Regions from separate parts of the Zea mays genome. Here region 2 is linked to region 1. A link is a contact called in public Hi-C data. All regions are on one chromosome and are shown on one strand. Each heading gives the region's core, a stretch centred on a gene start, on an enhancer-like site or on the middle of the called end of the contact. The rest is flanking DNA. Distances are from core to core; before and after follow the strand shown. Region 1 holds the start of LOC100274191. Region 2 holds the start of LOC100304293.

Region 1 (5,025 bases), core at 2,220-4,719:
AGTGAATGAGACTAGATTTACTTTTTCACCGGGAGGTCCTTGATGTTACTCCTAATGTCTAGACCCTAATGTCTACGTCGAACCCTTGGATCCAAAGTCGGGCAAGTCTTGACGACCGATAGGAAATGGCGAACGGCATCAGGTTTTGCTAAAGTATCATTTTTGTATTAAATTATTATATTATAAACCTGATCCGTGGACGGGGCAGCCCAGCCAACCGGAACATGCAATTGAGACGAACACGCTACAGAGAAAGCAGAGAGGCAACGTGATGTACTCTTGTTCTGAAGCACACCTTTTCTTTACAACCACGTCATCGACTCCACTGACTCTTCCACACAAAAGCATTTTTTTTTCTTTACAACCACATCATCGAGTCCACTGACTCTTCGACTCAAAAGCATTGGATAAAAGTTTCAAAGCTGAAATACACAGTACCCGGCAGTTACCAGCGCAATTTTTTTTTCTGAGACGGGGCCGCCGCAAAGCAGAGGTCCCCCCAGTGTGATGCAAGCTTGGGACAAAACCCATGGTCAGATTCTCCAATGCCCATGGGACGGTCAAAACAAGATGCAAACGGGGTCAAGTACGGTAGAGGAACTATAACAACAACATCAACAAATTAAATAGGTCATACTCCAGGATCCACAACAGGTCTCACCGCCTGGTAAATATGACAAGGCGACTGAATTATCTCTTTTCGCCTGAAGGTCTTTTTCCCCCCTTTCCACCTGAGCATGCCGCAAGAAAGTCATCCTGTACGACCCTTTCTGCTCCTTTTCTCCCAAAGGGCTATAGAACAACTACTTGATATTATTCAGCATTTCTTGGGTTTGTCTGTTTCCTCTGCAAGGGTCTTGGACATATCCTTGCTGGATCTGTTGTATTTCATGTGGCTCTTGACCAGATGGCCAGCGGCCTGCGCAGAGATAAGGGACAGCTCCCCAGCTAGGACCGCACCCGCAACCACCGTGGCCAAGAGCCTCGCGTTGGACCCCGGAGATTCCCTGTTGGCACCTTTGACGCCAAGCAGGTCCAAGCAGGCAGATTGTGAGGCCAGCTGCGTGCCTCCACCAACTGTGCCAACCTGTGTTTGGGTCAGGACAACACCTCATCAGTTATATAGCATAATGCCTGGCCACAAGATGATGACACTAACAAACAATTTTCTGCAAGTGCCCAGCATAGACCGATGCCATTCCAGATGCCATCTCAACAATAGCAGACAGAAAATTACAAGATTAAACACTAATTAAACAGGTATGGACTACTATTGCCAGCGACTGCTGATTATGAAAACAACATTTGCTAGATATTTTTTTCGTATACAAATCAGATCAAGTGGGAATAATAACTAATATAGGTAAGGCCACGATGGCATAGACCCCATACATTATTCTAAACATCATAAAAGCATAGCTGGACATCTAAACTGTACAATGACTTCATGATCAAATTCCCAGGTTACATGTATATACTCAATGAAGGGATATGTTAGCTCCAAGGAAATTGTGTTACCATTAGAGTACCAAACAAATATTAAAACAAGTGATATATTTATTGCAATTATTAATCAATTCTTTCAAGTGGGGGTGTGGTATATAATTGTTTCAATCAATCACTAGGTCTTAAAAAACTTATGGACACCAAATTATTAAGGACCATAAAATTCCGTGGAAGAGCAAACATCATTAGCATAGGATGTTTCAAACCTCAATAGATGGCATAGTAACAGAGATGTGGAGATCTTTGCCATCATTTATAGCTTCCAACATGGTGATGCACTGGGAACTCTCCACGTTCTGTGCAGGGTCCTGACCAGTAGCAATGAAGATGGCTGCCACAATGTTACTTGCATGGGCATTGAAACCCCCAAGAGCTCCAGCAACAGCTGAACCGGCAAGGTTCTTGATCACGTTCAATTCTACGAGAGCCTGTACGTTTGTCTTGAGAACCTTTTTCACAACTTCTTCCTTGATTACCGCCTCGCAAACCACCGACTTCCCACGGCCATCGATCCAGTTCACAGCAGCTGACTTCTTGTCAGAACAGAAGTTACCTATTTTGTTACAGAATATATTAGTTAAGAAAATACAAGGCATCAAAATGGCAAGAAACAATTTTGTGGATTCTAATAAAATCTCACCCAAAAAACTGCACCTTCTATTCTTCCTATCTCTCTCATATCATTAATTAATTGTGCTACGCCACTTCGTAACTGTGATATTGGAAAATCAGCTCACTGCTATTACTTATGCTATGGGCAAGATATGAGTTGACACTTGACGTATCATTTCAAAACACTATATACTAGTACTCTAGTAGAACGCAGTCATTGGTTTATTTTTTATTTGTGTGAATTATCCATATAAGTACAGTATTCAAATGTTCATTGCCTACAGGTGGAGGAACCGGACAGAAAGGCACAACTGCATAAGTGAGAGCAAGTGAAGTCAACATCAGCTACTGGTGTCATGCCTAATGCCTAGATTGTTCCCAGTCTATGAGGGTTAGAAAAATGGTTTTCACAAAATTGAGTCCATCTAGGTTTGTTCCAAGTCAAACTTTTTTCTTACCTTCGTACTATCAATATTTAAGATTCTCTATAGTTTTCCAACATAAGGCAAGCGTACTAGACTGATTATAAACAATATTTTTAATCATAAACTATATTTCTTTCCATGTAAGATATTGTATTTCACATATATTGCTATGTCGTAGTGTAATCGGTGAGAATTTTTTATCTGGTTCTTGAATTAGAATATGCTGATCTCAAATAGAAACAGTCAGCAAAGCAGGTCAAATTCACAAACGGAGTTTAAGAATTTATAACATGGGGAAACCTGATATGCTGATGACATCCATATCACAAAGCAGGTCAAATTCACAAACGGAGTTTAAGAATTTATAACATGGGGAAACCTGATATGCTGATGACATCCATATCAGGGAAGTCAGCCTGGAGGTAGTCCAGCACGTTCTGTACACCTTTGGAGACCATGTTCATCCCCATGGCATCCCCTGTGCTGCAGCTGAACCTCATGTAAAGGTTCCTCCCTGCAATCGCACACTTCACTCCCTGCAGCCTTCCAAATCTGCTCGACCTGCACAAATATTTCCCAAAACAGGTCGGTCACATCTCACATAATCCCAGTCTAAATCCTCAAGTTATAAAAAAGTGGGCAACAGTACAGGCAATTTATGGGTTTAAAAATTGACAGATGCCAACTGTTGCTTTGATCGGGATGGATGCACTGCACAGAGATGTGTTGTCAAGCACAAGAGCGCGCGTGGAGCATGGGTCGAAAGCGAAAGGGACAATGTGCCGTTGATTTAGAATCTAGCGTTCTTACCTGTTAAACACCATAGCCAGGGTGTCAAAGTTCGCTGGGTCCTCCAAAAAGGCCTTGAGCTCGGCGGCGCGGCGTGCAGATGGGAACCGGACGGCCGGGGCTCGCGTCATCCCGTCCTTGAGCACGACGCTGGAGGCCCCACCGGACTCGGCAATTGCCTTGCATCCGCGGTTGGTGCTGGCGACGAGGCAGCCCTCGGTGGTGGCCATTGGTACGTAGAGCCGGCGGCCGTCGAGAAGGAGCGGGCCGGCGACGCCCACGGGAAGCTGCACGAACCCCACCGGCAGCTCGCAGCACTGGCCGAGGATGGACGCGTAGTCGAACCCATCGAGCGGGAGCCCGTCCATCTCCCTCCCGGTGATCCTGCGCAGCGCCTCCCGCCTGATCCCGGCGGCCCGGCGGCAATCTCCCAGCCTAGTCTCCAGCACGTAGGACGGGATCTTCCCTGCCACGACCGCGGCCACGATCTCCTCGTCCTCCTCCGGCATTTTCTCCGGCGCGGCGGCGGGGCTCCCCAGCAGCGCACACGGGGCCGCCGGCGCGGGCGGCGGCGGCGCCCGCGCCTGTCCGTGGCGGGAGTCGATGATGAAGTCCTCCTCGTCGTCGCTGTTGGAGACGACGGACTGCACGAAGGCGATCCCGAAGAAGCTGAGGAGGTAGATGAGCGACGCCACGAGGCCGCAGATGGCGAAGATCTCGGCGAGGGAGACCACGTGGAGCGGCGTGGAGGAGCGGATCTTCTCCCGCCACCGCCGCATCAGGTACACCAGCGACGCGGCGAACAGCGCCGAGAAGATGAGGTTCGTGTGCCGGATCGGCAGCGGCAGCGCGTCCCCCGCCTGCACACGCACCCGCTGCCCCTCGCCGCCGGTCGCCTGCTGGCGCCGTGGGGCGCTCCCGTGCGGCGGCGGAACCCTGCGGCGGACCTCCATAGCCATAGGGTGGCGTCGGGCTTGCTCGTCGGCGCTCAACCGCACGGCGGCAAGGAGGAGGAGCGGAGCAGTGGCCCGGGGTTTGGGGATTTGATTTGGGAGGAGAGATCGATCTCGACCCGGGCGACCTCATATAGCTTCGCCGCCGGTTACCGTGACCTCAGCGGACTCGTTGACAGGCTGGGCCCACCATGGTTCGTTGGGCCCCAACCGTGCTGGCCTCGCCCTCGGCTGGCTTCATGTTGCAGTTGCAGCCCTGCTCTCGCGGTCTCGCCACGGCCCGGGCCGCTGCCCCTACAGTTGGAGGGTTTGGACGTTTGGTATGGTTTCCCGTTTGGGTTGTCTGTCTGGACAGGACAGGTGTACGCCTAGATGCTGTCCACTTTCCAGCCCTACGTTTCTGTTGCTAGTATAGAGAGTAGGAGAACACTTCTGTTGCTAGTTGCCTAGTTCCAGTGTCACGTATGCACGTTACGTGACTTGAAGGGCCAATGCCCTCGCGACACGCCCTACCGAGGCAAGTACCAACGCGTTAGTGCCGCCACTACGTGTCTTGGTTGTTTTGCTAAACAAATACGACTCCTGTTTTTTTATATAATTGTAAAATATATTGTCATATAAATCTATTTAAAGACATAAATAATAAAAACAGTTTGTCTGTAAACTTAGTTAAAATTAAAAAATTAATATGGAATAGCATTTTTTCTATACGAAGGGAGTATTTAGAGTTTAACCTTTCT
Region 2 (4,859 bases), core at 1,385-3,884, 150 kb before region 1:
GAGGCTGGAATGCCTCGCGCCTGCCTTTGCCTCTGGTGGTGCCTCCTCCTGCTCCTCCTGCGCGCGCGGCATGCGAGGCGTCAAAAAAAAAAAACCAACTGTTTCCCGGCTACGAAAGACCACCGCGCTGCTGATACGAACGAAACAGTTAAAGAATGGATGAAAACGATCCGTGCGCAGCACTGACAGAGCCTGAGATGGTCGTCGTCGGCAGGTCGAACGCCGCGGAGCGCTTTATGTCCCTCAGACGTAGCGCGCCCTCGTCGATGCTTTTCAGAAATTCTTGGTCCACCTGCTGCTAATAAAGTGGGTAGCGATGTTAGACTTCGTACCGTCCGATCTATCTCAGCAGCGTCTGATACGAGGGGGTTAGGGTAGGGTACCTCGCTTGTGAAGCTGCAGGATTCAGATACGTATTGATCAAACGCTCTTCTGTAGAGAGCGAGCAGGTGCAGTTCCTTGCGTATGACTTCCTGCTCGAGCGCTGCGATCTCCCCAACCAAATCTGCAACAGACTGTGGAGAGAGAGAGGCGAGATCAGGAGCTAAAAATGCACAAGAACACATTTGTTTTTCTCGGTTCAGCTTTCAGTGTCATGAACATGTTCGTGTTCAGATTTAAACCCGTACGTCACTCTGCCCGAATTTAACTGATGCATAACATAACCGCTATGCATGAACAGTAGCCCCTACAGCATTTGCGTTTTCATATTCCGTCTGCTTTGAGATATAGATATTACTGTTCTCGATGCTTTTTCCAGCAATTTTCCAGGACTTGCTACAAACCTTTGAGCTAGCCTTTTGGGTCCGTTCTGTTGCTTTTCTGGAGTAATGACCTGGCAATTGCTCTGGTAAATTCAGGGAGTGTCTTCTGTTGAACATCTTCTCTCTGTCGGCGGCCTGCATGATAAAAAAAAAAGTCATTACAGTAAGTAAACTGGAGAAATGCCTATGCAGGATATATATATATATACATACAGCAAGATAGGTCCGATTAATTTACTCACAGGCTTGCAGTAGGAGAACCGTGGCGACATGTCCAGTGCGCCATCATGTGGCTTCAGAATGCTAAGATGACAAGCAGTAAATGATTAGAACAGTTTTTTTCCATCTTGATATGCTGGCGCAAATCAGCTGAAAGTCGCCCTAGGCCTTGCTGACATTAGAACAAAAAAAAAACTCTGCACGAAAACTATTTTTACAGCCAGTGTGAGTTCGATCCATGCATGCTGGCAGCCTGGCACCATTGTCAACCGGTGTTCATGAGGATGGTCTCCGGGCAGTGGACTACACTACAGCTAGCGGGTACTGTACTTGTGGCCCAAAGGAATTCGATGCGGCGTGAAGAGGACGGTTGAATTGTACAGCAGGAAGTTAATAGGCTGCCGAACTGAAACAATGCAAAAAATCGCTGCGTGTAGAGGACGGGAGAGGAAAAAAATAAATCTCCATTCAGGTTTCACAGCGTTTGAGAGCTGAGAGGGCGCGTGCGAGAGAAAGTACAGCGCGCGAACTAACCTCCGTGAAGAGTACCGGCGCTGGAGACTGCAAGTCGACTGAACCGACCTCGGCGTGCCGGCGCAGGACGCCGTCTCCGAGAGCACCCTTGACCTCGACTCCCTCTCCATCGCCGACCGAGACCTAGAACCTGCGTCCAGGCGCCACAGCCTTTTTCAGTCCATGGCCAAGAAGAGTAGCATGTGCAACGGAAGCGATCCCCACACAGCTAGCGATGCACCGGATCAATCTCCCAGCGACCTTGTCGGTTGGGTTAGCAAGCATTACTGTAGCGGCGGTAGAGTATCTGGCGGCAGGAGCAGGGTCGCCATGCCCATACCTTGAGCTGTTACTGCCGGGAAGAGCGAGCTGTCTGTCCATGTGCGGCGGAGAGCAACAAAGGCGCCGTGGCTCAGCTTTCTCCGGGGGAGCTCAACTGCTGCTCCAGGCTCCGGCTGTTCGAAGAAGTGAGCTCCCTCACTCAGCTCGCTCACGCAGAGGAAAAAGACCAAGTCTTTGTTTTCTTGGATATCGCCGACAGAACAGGATCAGTAGCCAAGAACAAGAGGGAGGAGACGACAGGCTAGCTAGCTGCTGCTCGAAAATTCACAATGGCGCTCGTATAAGGACGAGGCCGAGAGGTAGGAGGAGGAGAAATAGCCCGCGAGGCGAAAGAGGCACAGGAAAGCTGGTGGCGCGGCAGCCGCCGCCGCCGCCAAAACAAATGGGAATGGAAAAGACGGGCAGGGAAAGCAAGGGCGGGTATTAAAAGGGAGGGAGGAGGAAGAAAGAGGAATCAATTAATCGGACAGTGGGCATCAATCCTCGTTGTCCCACCGCTGTTAATTCTTTAACCGGAGGAACAGGGAAAGGCTAGCGGCCTACTCCATCTCCCCCCAAATCAACCACTGCAATCTAATCACCACTGGTAGTGGTAATGATAACAGCGGATAGTCTGGCTGTATGTATCAGTAGCAGCAGATAATCTGGCCGGATCAGTAGCAGCGTCACAAGCAGGCAGGCAGGCAGGCACCAAATCTTGTTTTGTATTTGTGGCAAAGGATATGTGAGGATGGATGGATGGATCATGGAGTATTGTTAGGTGGGGGAGCAGGGAGGGCAGGTGGGATTTGGTTACTGGCTTCTCATGTTGCTGCTTTGGGGGAAGTAGCGTTGCCAGGGTTCATGACCAAGAAGATCACCATTCTTGGTCAATCACCGATTCACCTACACAGCATTAGGCTCTGCCATTTACCAGTACGCTCTGTGTACGTTGGTTCTCTTGTTCGTGGAACTGGAACCAGGCCAAAACACACAAAAAGGGTTTTTGGTTGCTTAAAGATCTGGGTGAACATGTCCGATTCTTTGACACTGCAAAGAGGGGCAAACAGTTGCACCTTTCTGTGGAGCAGACGCAACGCGGCTCGGGTTGAGTGAGCCAGCCAGCCCTGGCGGCGGGTGGTCAAACCGAACCGACGGTGCCTTGCACCAAGAGCAGTCCAACGCTGGTCGGCTGGTGGCGCCTTGCTCCTTCCCGTGACCCTCTCCCCCCCTGTCCAAAAGAGAAAGAGAGAGAAGACAGAAGAGATCGGCCTCTGAACTCCTCCGCTCTGATGCAACATCTCATCGTCTCCTCCTCCTCCTCCCCTCCCTTGTCCTGCAGGCCTGTGATCTGATCTCCGCAATAATGCAGGGTGAGAAAAAAAAAACGAGCACAGTTGTAAAGGAGGACCTCATCACCCACCGCCGAGGCGAGGCGAGCACCGGGTCACTGTCGTCTACCGCGACGTGCGTGCCAAGGAGCCAACAAGCCCGGCCGGGGAGATTCGGCGTGCGTTCCGTGCACGCACGCACGCACTCGCGAGTCGCGAGGCAGGCAAGCGGACAAACAGCGGCATGCGATTCCGCGCTGTGCCTGCCACACGAACAGACGTACGTCTGTGAGTCCCACCACACTGTATCGCACGCGTCGCAGCAACTCGCAGCGCATCAGATTTTACTACTAGTGCTGCTGCTACGGCAGGCCATGGCCATCATTCGCCGTTGATTTAATAATGATGAAAGGATGGGTTCGCGGCCGAAGATGAAGATCGGAGTGACAGGGGGATTGGGGGGGGGGGGGGGCGAGATCCGAGATGGGGGTCCGTCCAAGTAGCCAAGCTCCGATGGCGACGAATCCGCGCTCGTAATTTTTTATATGCCAGCCCGACCCCGCGAGTAAACAAACACGGCCAAGAATATAGATGTCCAATAAGCACGAGGCCCGCGAGCCCAGCACGAAGCCCGCTTTTTGGGCCCGGTCCGAGCCTGGCACGGCCCGGTTATATACGGGCCCGGGCCGGCCCGGCACGAATAAGCGGGCCGGGCTCGGACAGGAAATTAGGCACGGTGGGCTAGCCCGGCACGGCCCGTTTAGCTCTAAGCCCGTTAAGCCCGCTTTTTTTACACTAAAACGTACTTTTCGGCCCGTATAGCCCGCTTTTCGGCCCGCTTTTTTCGTGCTAAACGGGCCGGCCCGGCCCGTTTAAGCCCGTTGCGGTCCGGGCTCGGACAAGAAATTGAGCCCGCGTGCTTAGCCGGCCCGGCCCGGTTTTTTAATCGTGCCTGGCGGGCCGGGCCCAAAACGGGCCGGGCTTCACCGGGCCCGGGCCGGACCGGGCCGGGCGGCCCGTTTGGACATGTCTAGCCAAGAAGCAGGCATCTTCGTCCCACGACGGCGAGCGCTCCATATCCGCCGACGCGCGAGACGGCCAGACGAGACCGGGGCGCTGGTGGCCACCACCCACCTACCTTACCTGCTGCTGAGTTGCGTGTGCGGGGTGGATGGCCTGGCCCTGCTGCGTCTGCATGGCGATGGCAGCTGCTGACGCGCCCGCGCAGCCTGTTGCCTCACTGCCCGCCTGCCTGCCTGGTACTGATGATTAAGAGGCGCCTGATCAGCCGCGCGGCGCACACCGATGCGCCAGCGTTGCGGGGACGTTACACGTGTGGTGCACTGCACTGGTGTGGCTCCAGGAGACGGCAGCCGGTCCACTCCACCTCGCTGCCCATGTGTGCGTGCGGCCCGCGGCCGTGTGTCGGTGCCGATCCACCTGCTGGCGGGATCGGGGGGGAAAAAACCCATGCGCCCACGCCCATTCATTGCGCGGCGCGGCGCGGCGCGCTAGGTGGCGGACGGTCGGATTCCGATGGTAGGTAGGAACCAAACAAAAGCGGGGCGGGGCGGGGCGGGGCGGGGCGGAGAGACAGGCAGCGCGTCTGCCCGCTCTGCTGGTGCTATGCTATCCGTCCCGTCCGTGCGATGCTGGTCGACGAGGCATCATCATCATCGTTCAGGTCCCCGGAACCTTTGCGAGCTCGAGG

The links. Hi-C and Micro-C count contacts between places; a contact is called where the count stands out from the background.
Region 2: a Hi-C map of leaf shows a contact between it and region 1, with 6 times the contacts expected there. The contact joins the promoter of LOC100304293 here to the promoter of LOC100274191 in region 1. A contact is called at or near these places in 4 of 25 Hi-C or Micro-C datasets (bundle sheath, leaf and tassel).

Annotation. Positions count from the first base shown.
Region 1 is chr7:139,323,796-139,328,820 of Zm-B73-REFERENCE-NAM-5.0, reverse strand. LOC100274191 reads right to left here and starts at 3,469. Exons shown (of 4, transcript NM_001148564.1): 1 at 3,354-3,469; 2 at 2,923-3,104; 3 at 1,713-2,059; 4 at 261-1,087. The coding sequence starts at 3,463. The coding sequence ends at 818.
Region 2 is chr7:139,468,520-139,473,378 of Zm-B73-REFERENCE-NAM-5.0, reverse strand. LOC100304293 reads right to left here and starts at 2,634. Exons shown (of 12, transcript NM_001165735.1): 1 at 1,837-2,634; 2 at 1,518-1,647; 3 at 1,007-1,067; 4 at 786-899; 5 at 384-515; 6 at 188-295; 7 at 1-57. The coding sequence starts at 1,627.